Regions from separate parts of the Mus musculus genome. Here regions 1, 2, 3 and 4 are each linked to region 5. Evidence: chromatin contacts called from public Hi-C, HiChIP or PLAC-seq and Micro-C data. All regions are on one chromosome and are shown on one strand. Each heading gives the region's core, a stretch centred on a gene start, on an enhancer-like site or on the middle of the called end of the contact. The rest is flanking DNA. Distances are from core to core; before and after follow the strand shown.

Region 1 (2,700 bases), core at 93-2,592, 150 kb before region 5:
AGCAACAGGCTGGGATTCTTAAAGGGACAGAGACATAGGATCTCATCGATAAGGTAGAAAAGGAAGTTAGAATTGGACCAAGCTGTGATCTCTTTGCAGTGAGGGTTTGGCATGGTGTGATGATACAGGCCTGGGATCCCTGCTCGCAGAAGGCACAGGCAAGAGGATTATGAGTTCAAAGCAAGCTTGGGTGACTTAGTGAGACCCAGGACAGCCTGAGCTACAGAAACTCTAAAACAAAAATAAAACCCAACCAGTCAAATATACACACACAGAACAAAACTATCAACCCAACAGACACAAAATCCAGCTGGGTGGTGGTGGAGCACACCTTTAATCCTAGCACTTGGGAGACAGAGGCCAGTGGATCTGGGTTCTAGGCCAGCCTGGCCTACAGAGCAAGTTCCAGGGCAGCCAGGGCTACACAGAGAAACCTTGTCCCAAAATACAAAGTAAGTAAAAATGAGTTCTATGTCCTCTCCCACTCCCCACTCAAATCTAAGGATCTGAGTCCCTGGTACCTTTTTAGTCTAACCTCACCAGGCCATACTGCTCTCTTCAGACTGAAGAATCCAGGAATCCAGGCTTTCGGAACATAGAAGTGGGGGGCCCTGTCTGGACCACCTTTCTGTTTGGGATTCCAAGTTTGGCTCCTCATCTCTGTGGAGGTAGGAATCCAGGGCCTGTTCCCTTGCCCATGATACGGGAAGAGGGTGTTGCTCTTTACCCCCACCCCACCCCTCTTTAAGACAGTCTTAATATGTAGCATACACAGGCCTCAAATCTGCAGTGGTTGTTTCTGCCTCCTGAGTGTACGGCACCATAGGGTGGCCTTGGGAGCCCCCTTGAAACATGCCAGGTATGAATGGTTGGCCCTAATCTTCACCATACCCCCATGTCCCTTGTAGGGAGGGAAAGACTTTTCCCAGTGGAAGCCCAGGGCCTCCTGTGTCCCATTTCACGGTGGTGACTTCACCTGTTTGCACACTACCACCGCCTGCCTCTCTCTCTGTCTCTGTCTCTCTCTGTCTCTCTTTCTCTCTGTCTCTCTCTTGTCCCTGGCTCTCTCCTGACCAGCTCCTTTCCACACCCTCTCTTCTCAGCCTTCCTCTCTTCCTTCTTGCTTTTCCCTTCCTAGGCATCTTGTCTTTGCCCTTCTGTCTGGAGGTTATTTCTTTTCTGTCTTTCTCCCTTGTGTCCCTCTGCTCTCTTTCCTGCCTCTCTCTTGTGTTCTCGACTTGTGCTCTGATGGTCCCCCTCTCCAGTCTCTATTTTTATCCCTCTGACACACCCCTTGTGTCCACCTCTCTGTCTGTACCACCACCCCCCCTTCTTCAGTACTAGCTCTGGGTCCCAATTAGTTGGTGTTGGCCACGGCAGCGCAGGGCCCCACCAGGCTTCTCATTACCGCTGGCGGCTCCTAATGAGCGTGGGGTGGAGTGACCCCGCGCCCCCAGCCCGGCCTGCGTCACTGCCGCCGCGGGGGCTGTGAGGGTATATAAAAGGGGCGTGAGCATAGCTGCCTGAGCCCACTGCACGGTAGGGGGTCCTGTAGGAGGCTGGTGGCAGGGTTGGATTGTGGGCCCTAGGCTTCTGGGCGGGATGATGACATTGAGATTCTGGCCCCTGTATCCACAGGTGATGGAGACCTGCCAGATGTCCAGGAGCCCCCGAGAGCGGCTGTTGCTGCTTTTGCTGCTGCTACTGCTTGTGCCCTGGGGCACTGGCCCTGCCTCAGGTGTTGCCCTGCCCCTCGCTGGTGTGTTCAGGTAGGTGTGAGGTCCCGGACACCCAAAGAAGGGAGGAGAGGACCCCCCGCCCCAAAGGAAGGCAAGATACCGCATGCGGGGAGTTGGGGAGGGCAGGGGTGCTTAGCGTCGGACTGCAGTGGGGACCCGCGGTGGCCTGTGGGGCCTAGCGCGCAATCACATCTCTCTTCCCCCAGCCTCCGCGCCCCGGGTCGTGCCTGGGCGGGCTTGGGTAGCCCCCTGTCTCGGCGCAGCCTGGCGCTAGCTGACGACGCGGCCTTTCGGGAGCGCGCGCGCCTGCTGGCCGCCCTGGAGCGCCGCCGCTGGCTGGACTCTTACATGCAGAAGCTGTTGCTACTGGACGCGCCCTGAGCCTAATAAAGAGCCTGTCGCACTGCGACTGCGCCTCTTTGCTGCGCCACTCTCTTGTGGGTGTGTGGGGAGGGGGCCCCACAGCCTCACTGCAACCGGGACCCTCCGCATCCTCGCTTCTCCGGGTTCCCTCTTGGGTCATCTGCCTCGAGACTCTTGTTCTCTCTGGATTCCCTCGCCCGTGGGTCCCTGATCCAGCTCTGTTTTGGTCCGGTTTTTTTTGGGGGGGGGGGAGGGATTATTCTTCCGAGACAGGGTTTCTCTGTGTAGCCCTGGCTGTCCTGGAACTCACTCTGTAGACCAGGCTGGCCTTGAGCTCGAGAGCTTCGCCTGCCTCTGCCTCCCAAGTGCTAGGATTAAAGGCAAGCGTCACCATATCCTGCTGGGTCGGGATTTCATAACCTTTTTGGGCCTCGTGTTTATCGGCCGGGGAGGGCTCCAGCAGTTCCGAGCTGGACCGCGGCAGGTGCCGGATAAGGAAACTAAGCAGAGCCCGCGGCTCGGGGAGGCGCAGTCCCCACCTGTTTATTCGGAGAGCCCGCGGAGCGAGCGGACCGCGCCCTGATTGGTCTGAAGAGGA
Region 2 (2,710 bases), core at 55-2,554, 240 kb after region 5:
AATTACAATGAACATGTTATCTCCTTGTGCAGAGTGAGGCGTCTTAGCTTCTAGCCATCATCTTTCTCCAAAGTCCTATTTCTTTTTGTCTCATTTGAGACAAGAGTTTAGCTTTCTCACTTAGGGTGCTTTTTTATTTGCAACAAACCTCCTGCCTCAGCTAGGCCTGGCTTAAAGTACACTTTCTCTGATCCACTGGCATTTACAGTGAACTGTTTCTTTTTTTTTTTTTTTTTTGGTTTTTTGAGACAGGGTTTCTCTGTGTAGCCCTGGCTGGCCTGGAACTCACTCTGTAGACAGAGTTGGCCTCGAACTCAAAATTCACCTGCCTCTGCCTCCCAAGTGCTAGGATTAAAGGCATGCGCCACCACACCCGGCTGCGCTGTTCCTTTTTATCAAAGCCGTCTGGCCCGCTTTGCCACTGATGATAGTTCCTGTGAATGTGCATTGTTGTTCTTGCTTTATTTTTAGAAAAGCGTTTTATAGCAAGCAGTGGTGGCACACCTTTAATTTCAGCTTTGGAGGCAGAGGCAGGAGGATCTCTGTAAGTCTGAGGACAACCTGGTTTACTTACCGAGCTAGTTCTAGGACAACCTGGGCTACACAGAGAAACACTGTCTCTAGATAGATAGATAGATAGATAGATAGATAGAAGAAAGAAAAAATGTTTTAAACTTTTTGTGTATGTGTATTGCCTGCACATATGTTAGTGTATCATGTGCATGCCGGTGCCTGTGGAACTCGGAAGAGGGCACAGAATCCCTTGGAACTGGAGTTACAGGCACTTATGAGCTATGTGGGTGCTAGGAACCAAGCCCGGTCCTCTCTAAGAGCAGCCCAGTACTTTTAACTGTTGCGCCCTCTTTCCAACCTCTTTTTTTTGTTTGTTTGTTTTTCGAGACAGGGTTTCTCTGTGTAGCCCTGGCTGTCCTGGAACTCACTTTGTAGACCAGGCTGGCCTCGAACTCAGAAATCCTCCTGCCTCTGCCTCGAGTGCTGGGAGGCAGTGTTTTAAGGCAGGGTCTTACCAGATAGCCCTGGCTGGCTTGGAACTAATTAGGTGGCTCAGAATGGTTTTGGACTCACAGAGATCCTTCCACCTGTCTCCCAAACGCTGAGCTTAAGACGTGTGCCACCATGCTCGGCGACATATACAAAATTTAGAGGTCTGGATCTGTTCCCAGGGGTTAGAGCGCTTCCCAAACATTCACGAGCCCACGGATTCCATACTCAGATGCCAAACAAAAGCCAAAGTAAATGCCTAGCTGGGAGTGAGTGTGGCTGTGGTAGAGCAGGGTAGGGTGGAGGCGAGGAGGGAGAGAGTGCGGCAGGTCGGGACCGTTCCCGCGCAGGATCTTCACAGCAGAGCCTGGGTCCCTGTGGTCCCAGAACTAAGGACGGCCTGGCAGAAGTGAGGCTCGACACAGCAGCCATCTGCGGGAGGGGGCGTGAGCAGGGCGGGGCCCGAATGCCTTTCACCAGGCCGCGCCCCAGGCGGGCACAGTCACCAGCCGCACACACCGGATCATGGCTGCAGCCACACTAGGACAGGTGGGTGCGTGGCCGGCCGGCGCTGGGGGCTCTGGGGGACCTGATGCGGGGGGGGCGCACTTCCGGGTGGACCACTGGCGCGCAGCCTTTCCGGCTTGGCGTCATTCCTCTGTGCCTCGGGTTCCGCTGCCCAGCACGGAGGCGGATGGACCCCCCCTTGGGAAGAAAGACGGGGCTATAACGGGCGGGCGGCAGAATGGGTAGACAGGAGTGGGGCGCGAGAGGTGCCTGAACCGGGAGCTCGGACGTGGGGAGCCATGGAGGAGGACTATAATGGGAGAAGTACAGGGTGGGGTGGATGCGGGGAAGTTGTGGCTGGGGCATGCAGCCTGTGTGTGTTAAGGACCAGTTGCTCTTGGGTTCCTTTAGACAAGGGGCCCAGGACCTCTTGGGACTTAGTGTATGGCTTGGCGCAGGGTCTTGGGTGGGAATTGAACCCAAGATCTTATTTCTTGGAACAAAAAGCACATGTCGATGTGTGCAGTGTCTGAGGCTCTCTGTACCTGGTTTTGTAATCCCAGTCAAGTTTCTGTCTGTCAAAATGATAAAAGATCCTCCAGACCAGAAGACTTCAGTCAGTGCTTACCGATGGTGTCAAGCGGTGTCATAGATGGAGAATCTATGATATTTCGTTTGTTTGTTTGTCTTTTCGAGGTAGGGTTTCACTGCATACTCCCAGCTGTCCCGTTGCTCTGTAGACCACCAGGTTGGCCTCGAACTCTGCCCGCCTCTGCCTTCTGAGTCCTAGAATTAAAGTCCTGGGCCACCACTGCTGAGCTTGAGAGTCTGTGATCTTAAGAGAACGTGATAAATAAGTGTGGAAACAGCTGGCCATAACCTTGGGGGAAAGCGTTTGCTGTTAGCTCCCACCTGCTTATCAGAAGTTCTCGCTCCAGGCTGGCGAATTCCTGAACAAACCTTTAAGTCCCCCAGTTCTTAGTGACAGACAGAAATGTTCTATGCAGATGGTCTTGGGATATGACGGGGACAAGAATCTAGGCTCTGACTGTGTGGTGGCCTTGGATGGATACAGCATTGCCATACTGGACCAATCTCTAATTCTAATGGGACAGAACTGGGTTCTGAAGACAGTTTTACCCTGTAATGGAGACACTTTGAACATGAGCCTGCTCAGAGCTATGAGTATCTAGTGGTGAGT
Region 3 (2,700 bases), core at 94-2,593, 240 kb before region 5:
GCCCAGTTTAAAATTAGAAATTGCCATCACATTAAAGACGCAGATCTTTAATCTCAGCACTCGGGAGGCAGAGGCAGACGGATTTCTGAATTCAGGACCAGTCTCGTCTACAGAGTGAATTTCAGACTAGCTAGTTCCACAAATGAAATTCGATCTCAAAGTACTAATAACAATGAAAATAATCAAGCATATTTGCACGAGTGGCCTTCTTGTCCCGGGCCCATGCTGACTGTATCTGTCACCTAGAAACGGGGCAAGCCCGTCCAGTCCAGTTGGCATCACTCATCCCAGGTCAACCTGATCTCTGACCTTGGCATCTTCCTCAAATCCCTTGTCTTCAGTCTCTACCGAGAGTCGGCGTCCCGTTTAGAAGAGAGAAGAGGGAAGTCCAGACAGAGGCATAGGGGGGACTGAGGTAGAGGGGAACCCAGGGGTTGGTGACGCAGGTCCCCCACAGCCTCAGGTTTAGCTCCGCCTTCTCCCAGGAGGTGAGTGCCACAGTTTTGTCTTTTCAGTTAACTTCTCTCTCCCCACCTCCCACTTCTGCCCCGCTCCCCCGCCATCCTCCTACCCAAGTCGGGCCTGGCTTTCCTCTGGGCTGAGTTTGTCAAATTCCTTGGCCACGTCTCGTCCCAGGAACGCCTCATGGTCGTACTGGAAATTCCCGTGGGCGTCATCGTGGGGGGCCTCGCTCAGGGGGGTTCCATGATGGACCCTATCCTGGCCATGAGGTCCTGCATCAGGGGATGGCTTCCCGAGGGCCCAGTGCCTCAGCAGTAAGAGAAGCAACAGAAACGACCATCGCCACATCATCGGTTCCTGAGGAGAGGTGAGGACCAGCGGTCAGGGATAAGACTGGGGGCGGGGGGTGTCTGAACCAGAGATAATGTGGGAGAACTTTGAAGGGGGCGGAGTAGAGGAGGCTGCCTAAGGCAGGGCCGATAAAAGCGCAGGCTGCAAAAAGTTTTGGGCTCAAGAAAAGTCGGCAAAAAGAATAGAGAATTTAAAGGCAAAACAACCTCTGGGGGTGGAATCCGAGCCTCAGAGGAGTCTCAGAGCAGAAAGGGGGTATTTCAGTTAGAGACGTGGCGCATGTCCCACCCAAAGTTCAGGGCATGGTGGTGGCCGAAAGCATCATGCAGGCTCCTCTGTGCTGCCCCCAGGCTGGACCGCGACCCCCACCCTTCCACCCACCCCACCTTCACCCCACCATCACCCCACCACACCTCTGTTACCCGGCCTGAGTTAGCTCCCTACGCTGAGCTCTGCTTTCGCACAAAGATGCCCAACCTGGCCAGGTTCCAGTTAAGCTCCTCCACCAGCCGTCCAGAGGCTGCCGCCCTCTGACCAATGACTGCGCAGGAAAGCCTCAGGGGCGGAGCCAATGACGACCCCCTTGCCACGTCCACAAGGCCGAGCTCCAGACCCGAAGGCGTGGTGGGCGATAAGGCTGATATTGAACTACAACTCCCAGCAAACATATGGGCCGACTTGCACGACCACCTCCAGAGTCTCTGGCCCCAGGGGATTAAGGGGAATGTATTTTTTAAAAACTCTTTCCATTTCTTAGATCCGTTTCAGAAAAGAGGAGGTCGGGTTTGGTTGGCTCACTTGGGAGACAGAAGCAGTCTGTCTCTATGAGTTTGCCGCCAGCCAGGACGACGTAGAGAGACCCTTGTCTTTAAAAAAAAAAGGGGGGGGTGGGGGGGGAGCGCGGCTGGAGAGATGGCTCTGCAATTAAGAGCACTGACTGTTCTTCCAGAGGACCAGAGTTCAAGTCCCAGCAACCACATGGTGGCTAACCATCTGTAATGGAATCCAATGCCCTCTTCTGGTGTGTCTGAAGACAGCTGCAGTGTACTCAGATACATAAAATAAATAAATGTTAAAAAAAAAAAAAAAGAAAGAAGGAAGGAAAGAAAGAAAGAAAGAAAGAAAGAAAGAAAGAAAGAAAAGAAGGAAAAGAAAGAAAGGAAGGAAGGAAGGAAGGAAGGAAGGAAGGAAGGAAGGAAGGAAGGAAGAAAAAGAAGAGAAGCAATGCCTGGTACAGTGTAGGTATCACATACACAACTCGGTCTATAAAATGGCCAGGCTGCACGATAGCAATCAAGAGGTGTCTATATGATCTTTCCCAGACGCGTTCAATTTATTCCAGCTGCTTGAAACTTGAGAATAACGATGCACACACAGATTTGGGGCCAAATTTATGTGGAGATGGAAAACAACCATGTACATTAAGAAGGGAAACTGAAGCAGGCCACAAAAGCAGGGATCCATGGGAGGACATCGGGCCCAGGCTCCCTCAGGAGGCTCGGAGACAGTTCAGGAGGTCACACAGCCCGAAAGGCTGCAGTGGGCAGGGGGCCCGAGTCTGCATCAGGAAGTGGCTGGAAAGGCATTTGCACCTTGAGGTTCAGCTTCTGGGGGCAAGTTCCCACCAGGCAACAGGTCACCAGAGTCATCGCCGCTGAGAGAAAGCCATGGGGCTGAGAGAGAGGAACAGAGGTCAGCACAAGTATCTAAGGTCTCACCCACCCAACACACCTGACAGGGTCACGCTATGGTCTCTGTTCCCATCTCTTTTCCCAGGGTGGTCAGGGACTCTTTTGTCTCTATTATCTCTCTGCCTCCCCTCTTTCTTTCTGAGTCGCTACTTCCTGCCACGACCCCCAATCCTGCACACGGCCCCTCCCTTCCCCA
Region 4 (2,824 bases), core at 100-2,599, 170 kb before region 5:
ACCAACACCCTGCTAAGGCATAGAACTTGGGATGCACTGGGAGAAGCATTGGCGTGGAGTGCTTCAGGGCCATTTTAGAGTTGGGGTTACCCCCAAGGGATGGGAGTGGAATTTACGGGTGGAAAGAGGACTTAGTGGGTGGGGACAGATCGTGGAGCCCGAGTGGAAGTCACTGCTGGGACACACATGGAGGAAGGAGTCAGACTCAAGGGGAGGAGCCAGGCACAGAAGGCAGAGACAGAAGATAGACAGCAAGTATGTAGGACTCCAAACATACTTGGGGAGCAGGGACAGAACTCAGAGGGAGGAGACATAGCTCAGTTGATGGGGCCCAGACTCAAAAGAATATCATAGAGTCTAAGCAACCGGACACACTCTTGGGAAGTGAGGAAGGACACCATGGGGCACGAACGGCAGTAGTGGTGAGCCTGGTTATAGCTAGCAGAGTTCAAAAGGATGGAAGGAGAGGGAGTTGAAACTCAGGGAGAGAAAGATGGGGTGCAGATTAAAAAAAAGTGAATTCAAGGGGAAAAGTGGAACCCGAAAAATGAGAGAGCCAGTCCAGTTCAGCGGCACGCCTGTATCCCCAGTATGCCCAACAAAGGAAAAAGGGGGCCGGAGAGATGGCTCAGCGCTAATAGGCTGCACTCCAGAGGACCTGGGTTCAGCTCCAAACACCCACATGGCAGGTCACATCTCCTCCAATGCCAGTAGGCATACAAATAGTACACAGATATATAATATGCTAGCAAAACATGCATACCTAATTAAACTTTAAAAGAATAAACTTTTTTTTTTCGAGACAGGGTTTCTCTGTATATCCCTGGCTGTCCTGGAACTCACTCTGTAGACTAGGCTGGCCTCGAACTCAGAAATTTGCCTGCCTCTGCCTCCCATGCCTGTGCCTTGAATTCACACAGATTCACTTGCCTGCCTCCTGAATGCTGGAATTAAAGGTGTGCGGCACTCAAAAAAAAAATTTTTTTTTTTAAAGAAAAAAAGAGTGAAGGAGAGGAAGCAAGCCAAAGGTCGGATGGGAATAGAGCTCAGAAGCAAAGAGATCTGGGAAGAGACTCAAAGAGCTTGGAACGTGCAGAGTATCTGGGGAGTGTATTATAGTGGGGAGCGAGGCAACTCGGAGTTCAATCCCAGGGACGTGGCCTTGGGGTGGACAGGTGGAGGCTCTAGGATGGAAGAGCTGAAAGAGAGAGGGGTCTAGCCTGCAAGCCAAGCCAAGAGAAACTGGCCTAGCATCTCCAGGTAGCCTGTTGGAAGGAGAGGGCGGGTCCTTCCTACAAGGGGTGGGGCCTCCTTTGGTGGGCGTGGATGCCCCGCCCCGCCCCGACGCTGAGTCCGCTACAGCCCCGGGCAGCGGGCACTCGCAGCCTGGTTCCCCCCCGAGCGGAGCTGCGGGGCCGGGCCGGGCCGGGGCGGACCCCGGGATCCCGGACGCGGCCGCCCGGGCCCGCGGGCGGGGGGATTGGCAGGGGACCCGCGTGGGCACAGCCACCATGGAGTTCCGGCAGGAGGAGTTTCGGAAGCTGGCGGGGCGCGCCCTGGGGAGGCTGCACCGGTGAGCCTGGTGGGGTTCCTGGGAGGGTAAGGATGAGGATGCCCCCTTTCCATCTGAGAGCAACTGACAGAGGGAGAAGAGAGGCGACACCCAGGCACAATGTGGGGAGGCCCACCCATCTGTTCAGGATTCCGTCCTGTCAGTGCTGTCCTTCCACTCTGCCTAGTTCATCATCGCTTCCCCCTCCCCCCTGGTCCCCCGCACCTCGGGCTCGACTTTTCTTTGGGATTGTGTGTCCCTCCCTATTCTCTGGATCTCTGTCCACCTGTCTTCTCGGTCTTTTACTTTAGATATGTCCTCTCTCTGGGTTCTTCTTCCCACTGGGTGTCTGTCCCCTCTCTCTGATTAGGAGCCAATGCGGGCGCCCACTAGCTGTCCATCAGTCCTGACTCTGACTCTTGTATTCCCCTTCCTCTCTTCTTCCCTGGACCTCTGGTCCCCACTTTGATCTGTCTCTCTCAGCATCTCTGACTGTTCACCCGCTATCTCCCCACCCTGGCTCTCTCCACCTCTCTCCTCTTTCTCAGGTTCATTCCCTAGAGGCTTTTAATCTGGAGCTAAAGCGGATTGGGGCTGTTAGTTCTTGTCCTTGAGGGGGGTTAATCTGAGAGGGAAAAACTGGGGTATCCTAGGTTCTGGGGGTGAGGGGGATGAAGGGAGTTTCAGGCCACAAAACCAAATTAATCTTGCGGGTAATATGGACTTCCCAAGGGATATAAGCTAGAACTGGGCGATATTTGCTCCCACCAAGGGCCATGATTCTAGTGACCCCAGTGTCCCTTGAGGTAGCCTGGACACCTCCCAGCCTCTCACCCCCAACCCCAGCTCTGGCTCCAAGTCAGAGAAATTACTCAGCTCTTGAGAGGCCTAAAAATATCTATCCACAGTGCGGGGAGGAGATGGCCTCGTGGGCATAGTGCCCTCCACACAGGGCCCTAGTCCACCTTTACATGTTCCTCAGTCCATCTTACTGGGCCACCCGAGGATTATGCTAGTGATGGTCCAGCTTGCTGTACCTCACCTCCTAGATCCAAAGTTAACCCCAACCTCTAGTAACATGAGAGGGATGAGGTGGACAGAGGAAGGCAGGAAGGTGCAGTGTGTGTATGTGGCGGCGGGGGGTGGGGGGGAGGCGAGCTGTGGAGGGGGGAGCTGAGACAGCTTCACCTCTTCATTTTCCAATTCCCAGCCCCTCCCCACCCTTTTTTCTCGCCTCCTTTCACGAGTTTCTCAAAATACACCAGCGTGAAG
Region 5 (2,715 bases), core at 28-2,527:
CCACCAGTAAACCAGTATCTCTGTTTATTTATACAACATTTTCCTGTCCCACACTGGTGGGACAACAGGCTCCTGATAAAGTCACACTAAGGAAATCAGGTGTCACTGCCCCAAGGCCAAAAGTCTACCCTGAGAACTGAGTTAAAGCTGGACCCCGCTAGGGAGACTAAGCATGCAGCCAAGAAGCCTATAGGGCTTGCTCCTGTCCCCTGCCACCTACAGCACAGCACAGCTTGCAGTGGCAATTGCCCTCTTCTTCTCATGGGAGTTGCAGATATTCCCGGATGTTTATTAGATGTTATTAGGTGATGGGCAGAGTTCCAGAAATGTCCCAGAGTGACCTTGTTTAGTTTGCACAGCGGCCCCAGAAGGGAGGAGCTGTTCTGTGCCCAGGTGACAAGCGCAGCCCTAGAAGGGAATTACTATCCCAAAGCTGCAGAGCTATGTAAGGCTGGCAGGGCTGTGTGGCTATGCTCGCTGAGCCGGGATGACACAGAAAGCCGAAGCAGAGACAAATGACACAAAGAGACAGAGACACAAAGACACAGAATGGATCCCCACCTAGAGGGGAATGAAGAATTCGGGGCGTGCCCTAAGCAGGGTGGCCCAAAACAAGGGCAGGGGGAGGGGTCTGTCTCAAGTGAAGGCGGGAAGGTCCTTAGTGGGCGGGGTCTGAGTGTGTTGAGCTGAGACTTCTGTGGTGGGTGGGGTGTGTCTGTGCACCAAGACCTCCTGCGGTAGGCAGTGAAGGTCAGTCTGTGGTGGGCACCCTTGTCTGCGTTGAGTGGGGCGAGTCCAGTCTATGGGGGCGGAGCCTGTCTGCAGTGGGGCAGGGCCCGCGAACCTACGCTGCCAGGTCAGCAGCCCCGAACTGCTCACCCCGCATCATCGGAGAGGTCCACTATGAACGTCGTGCACACCTTCTTCCTGAAGATCTTAGGGATCCAGCTCTGAGAACCGGAACAAGAAGGGCAGGGCAGGGAGTCGAGTCAGACCCACAGGATTCGAAGACAACCCCGCGCGCCCACGGGACACACTGGGAACTCCTCCCTCGGGCTCAGCCAGGAACCCACGCAGCTCGGTCTGGGAACTCCTGGTCCAGCCACTGCAGCATCTGACCCGGATCCCCGGAGCTGGCTCCGCCTCTGGACCCCACTCACTCCCAGCCCCACGCTGTGCGATACCTGCTCCTTCTCCGGCCCCACCATGCTGCTGCCGCAGCCCCTGAGGCTCCGTGTATTTCCTCCAGCCGCCGACCCGCCCGACCAAACCGGATCCGCAACTTCGCAGCCCAGCCCGGGGCGGGGAGTCCCGGGACACGTCACGGGAGGCGGGGAGAGGGCGGCTGCGGAGGAGGGACAAACTCTGCTGCCAAACCAGTGATGGGGTCGGTTTGGGGGACAAGAAAGACCGAGAGTTGGAAGGCAGAGCAAGCGGAGGAACGAAGGAAGCAGAGTGGGGCACACGATAGATGTCAGCCATGGGACAAACATAGATTCGGAGAGACAGAGACTGAGAGAAAGACCCAGAGAGAGAGAGACAGAAACTAAGAGAGGGACCCAGAGAAAGAAAAGGGGGCAGAGACCCAGAGAGAGAGAGAGAGAGAGAGAGAGAGAGAGAGAGAGAGAGAGAGAGAGAGAGAATATGAAGACAGCAATACAGAAAAAGAATGAGATATCCAGAGATAGTTAGAGACAGATAGAAATACAAAGTGATAGAGCAACAGAGTCCCAGATTCAGAGAGGAGAGACAGAGAGAACAGAGACACAGAGAGAACTAGAGAGAGAGACACACACACAGAGACAGAGATACAGGGAGAAAGAGAGAGACAGAGAGAGAGAAAACACACACACACAGAGGAGAGACAGAGACAAACACAGACACACACACAGAGACAGACAGACACACAGAGAGACAGGCACACACACACAGAGACAGACAGACACACACAGAGAAACAGACAGACAGACACACACACACAGAAAGAGAGAGAGAGAAGAATCAAAGAGAAGGATCAGGGAAGACACAGTAGGAGAGGAGAGGTTAGAATCCTGAGAAGAAACACGGAAGCTCAGAACAGTGACTATAATGGGGGGGGGGGGGTTGACTCATAAAGGACAAAAACTCAAAGACGGTGGATATACTGACAAGTGTGGGGTGGGTGACACTGACCAGCAGAGAAGGCAGTGACACCTGTTTGCAGCCAAGTCCCTTTGGTGGGGACAGCTGAGGCCTAGTAACCTGAGCCCCCAGCACCTCCCCCCTGTTGTATTTATAGCACTGGTCTGGTCCCCTGTCCCCAGATCTGAGTTCCAGTGAGAGGAGGTCATGGGGTGTTGGGCACAGTATTCCTTCACTGTCTTCCACAGCTTCTGCAGGACACCACTGTCACACCGAATGTCCCATTCTGCCTGCACGCTTCCCAGTGTTTACCTTGCAGGGGGCCCTCTGCTCCTGCATCCTCCTCTCCCAGAGCCCCAGGCTTTCCCAGCAAGACACTCTAAACGTTCAGCCTTTGTGCTAAAAATGCCAAACTTGAGCTTGTCACGTCCCTGCCTCCCCCCCCCCGCCCCCGCCATGAAGACCCCTCCACCACCCAGTCCTGAGCCAGAGGAACAGGAGGGGAGGGGCAGGCAGGGAGTGACCAGAATAACTTAGGCTCTGGATAAATTTAGCAGCAAGAAGGGGAGGGGACAGACCCCATTGGTCCAGCAG

The links. A called contact is a pair of places that touch in the nucleus more often than the background predicts. HiChIP or PLAC-seq counts read pairs in DNA pulled down with a chosen protein or histone mark.
Region 1: a Hi-C map of bone marrow-derived macrophages shows a contact between it and region 5, with 36 read pairs. The contact joins the promoter of Pth2 here to the promoter of Trpm4 in region 5. A contact is called at or near these places in 6 of 39 promoter capture datasets (the C10 cell line, the SN4741 cell line, cranial neural crest and 3 more), 5 of 484 Hi-C or Micro-C datasets (CD4 T cells, bone marrow-derived macrophages, cerebral cortex and 1 more), 6 of 115 datasets of contacts at active chromatin or transcription factors (the 230-238 cell line, bone marrow-derived macrophages, embryonic forebrain and 2 more) and 3 of 9 other capture datasets (adipose tissue, liver and pancreatic islet).
Region 2: a Hi-C map of olfactory sensory neurons shows a contact between it and region 5, with 4 times the contacts expected there. The contact joins the promoter of Bcat2 here to the promoter of Trpm4 in region 5. A contact is called at or near these places in 7 of 39 promoter capture datasets (the 3T3-L1 cell line, hippocampal neurons, maxillary cranial neural crest and 4 more), 4 of 484 Hi-C or Micro-C datasets (embryonic stem cells, growing oocytes and olfactory sensory neurons), 7 of 115 datasets of contacts at active chromatin or transcription factors (bone marrow-derived macrophages, embryonic stem cells, large pre-B cells and 1 more) and 3 of 9 other capture datasets (adipose tissue, liver and pancreatic islet).
Region 3: a contact with region 5 is called in a Micro-C map of embryonic stem cells, with 1.9 times the contacts expected there. The contact joins the promoter of Rcn3 here to the promoter of Trpm4 in region 5. A contact is called at or near these places in 8 of 39 promoter capture datasets (3T3-L1-derived adipocytes, the C10 cell line, cranial neural crest and 4 more), 2 of 484 Hi-C or Micro-C datasets (cortical neurons and embryonic stem cells), 4 of 115 datasets of contacts at active chromatin or transcription factors (astrocytes, bone marrow-derived macrophages, embryonic hindbrain and 1 more) and 1 of 9 other capture datasets (liver).
Region 4: a contact with region 5 is called in an H3K4me3 HiChIP or PLAC-seq map of forebrain, with 2.9 times the contacts expected there. The contact joins the promoter of Slc17a7 here to the promoter of Trpm4 in region 5. A contact is called at or near these places in 12 of 39 promoter capture datasets (the 3T3-L1 cell line, the C10 cell line, the HPC-7 cell line and 8 more), 8 of 484 Hi-C or Micro-C datasets (CD4 T cells, bone marrow-derived macrophages, cerebral cortex and 4 more), 19 of 115 datasets of contacts at active chromatin or transcription factors (the 230-238 cell line, the NIH/3T3 cell line, astrocytes and 12 more) and 4 of 9 other capture datasets (adipose tissue, liver, macrophages and 1 more).

The regions. Positions count from the first base shown.
Region 1 is chr7:45,179,653-45,182,352 of GRCm38.p6, forward strand. It overlaps Pth2 (parathyroid hormone 2), which reads left to right and starts at 1,343. Exons shown (of 3, transcript NM_053256.2): 1 at 1,343-1,539; 2 at 1,639-1,769; 3 at 1,946-2,186. The coding sequence starts at 1,642. The coding sequence ends at 2,120.
Region 2 is chr7:45,568,849-45,571,558 of GRCm38.p6, forward strand. Bcat2 (branched chain aminotransferase 2, mitochondrial) reads left to right here and starts at 1,305. Exons shown (of 11, transcript NM_009737.3): 1 at 1,305-1,551. The coding sequence starts at 1,528. It overlaps 0610005C13Rik (RIKEN cDNA 0610005C13 gene), which reads right to left. Exons shown (of 5, transcript NR_038166.1): 4 at 2,138-2,344.
Region 3 is chr7:45,090,870-45,093,569 of GRCm38.p6, forward strand. Rcn3 (reticulocalbin 3, EF-hand calcium binding domain) reads right to left here and starts at 1,344. Exons shown (of 7, transcript NM_026555.2): 1 at 1,227-1,344; 2 at 572-819. The coding sequence starts at 813. It overlaps Fcgrt (Fc receptor, IgG, alpha chain transporter), which reads right to left. Exons shown (of 7, transcript NM_010189.3): 7 at 2,124-2,486. The coding sequence ends at 2,377.
Region 4 is chr7:45,162,572-45,165,395 of GRCm38.p6, forward strand. It overlaps Slc17a7 (solute carrier family 17 (sodium-dependent inorganic phosphate cotransporter), member 7), which reads left to right and starts at 1,350. Exons shown (of 12, transcript NM_182993.2): 1 at 1,350-1,573. The coding sequence starts at 1,512.
Region 5 is chr7:45,332,503-45,335,217 of GRCm38.p6, forward strand. It overlaps Trpm4 (transient receptor potential cation channel, subfamily M, member 4), which reads right to left and starts at 1,278. Exons shown (of 25, transcript NM_175130.4): 1 at 1,185-1,278; 2 at 880-950. The coding sequence starts at 1,208.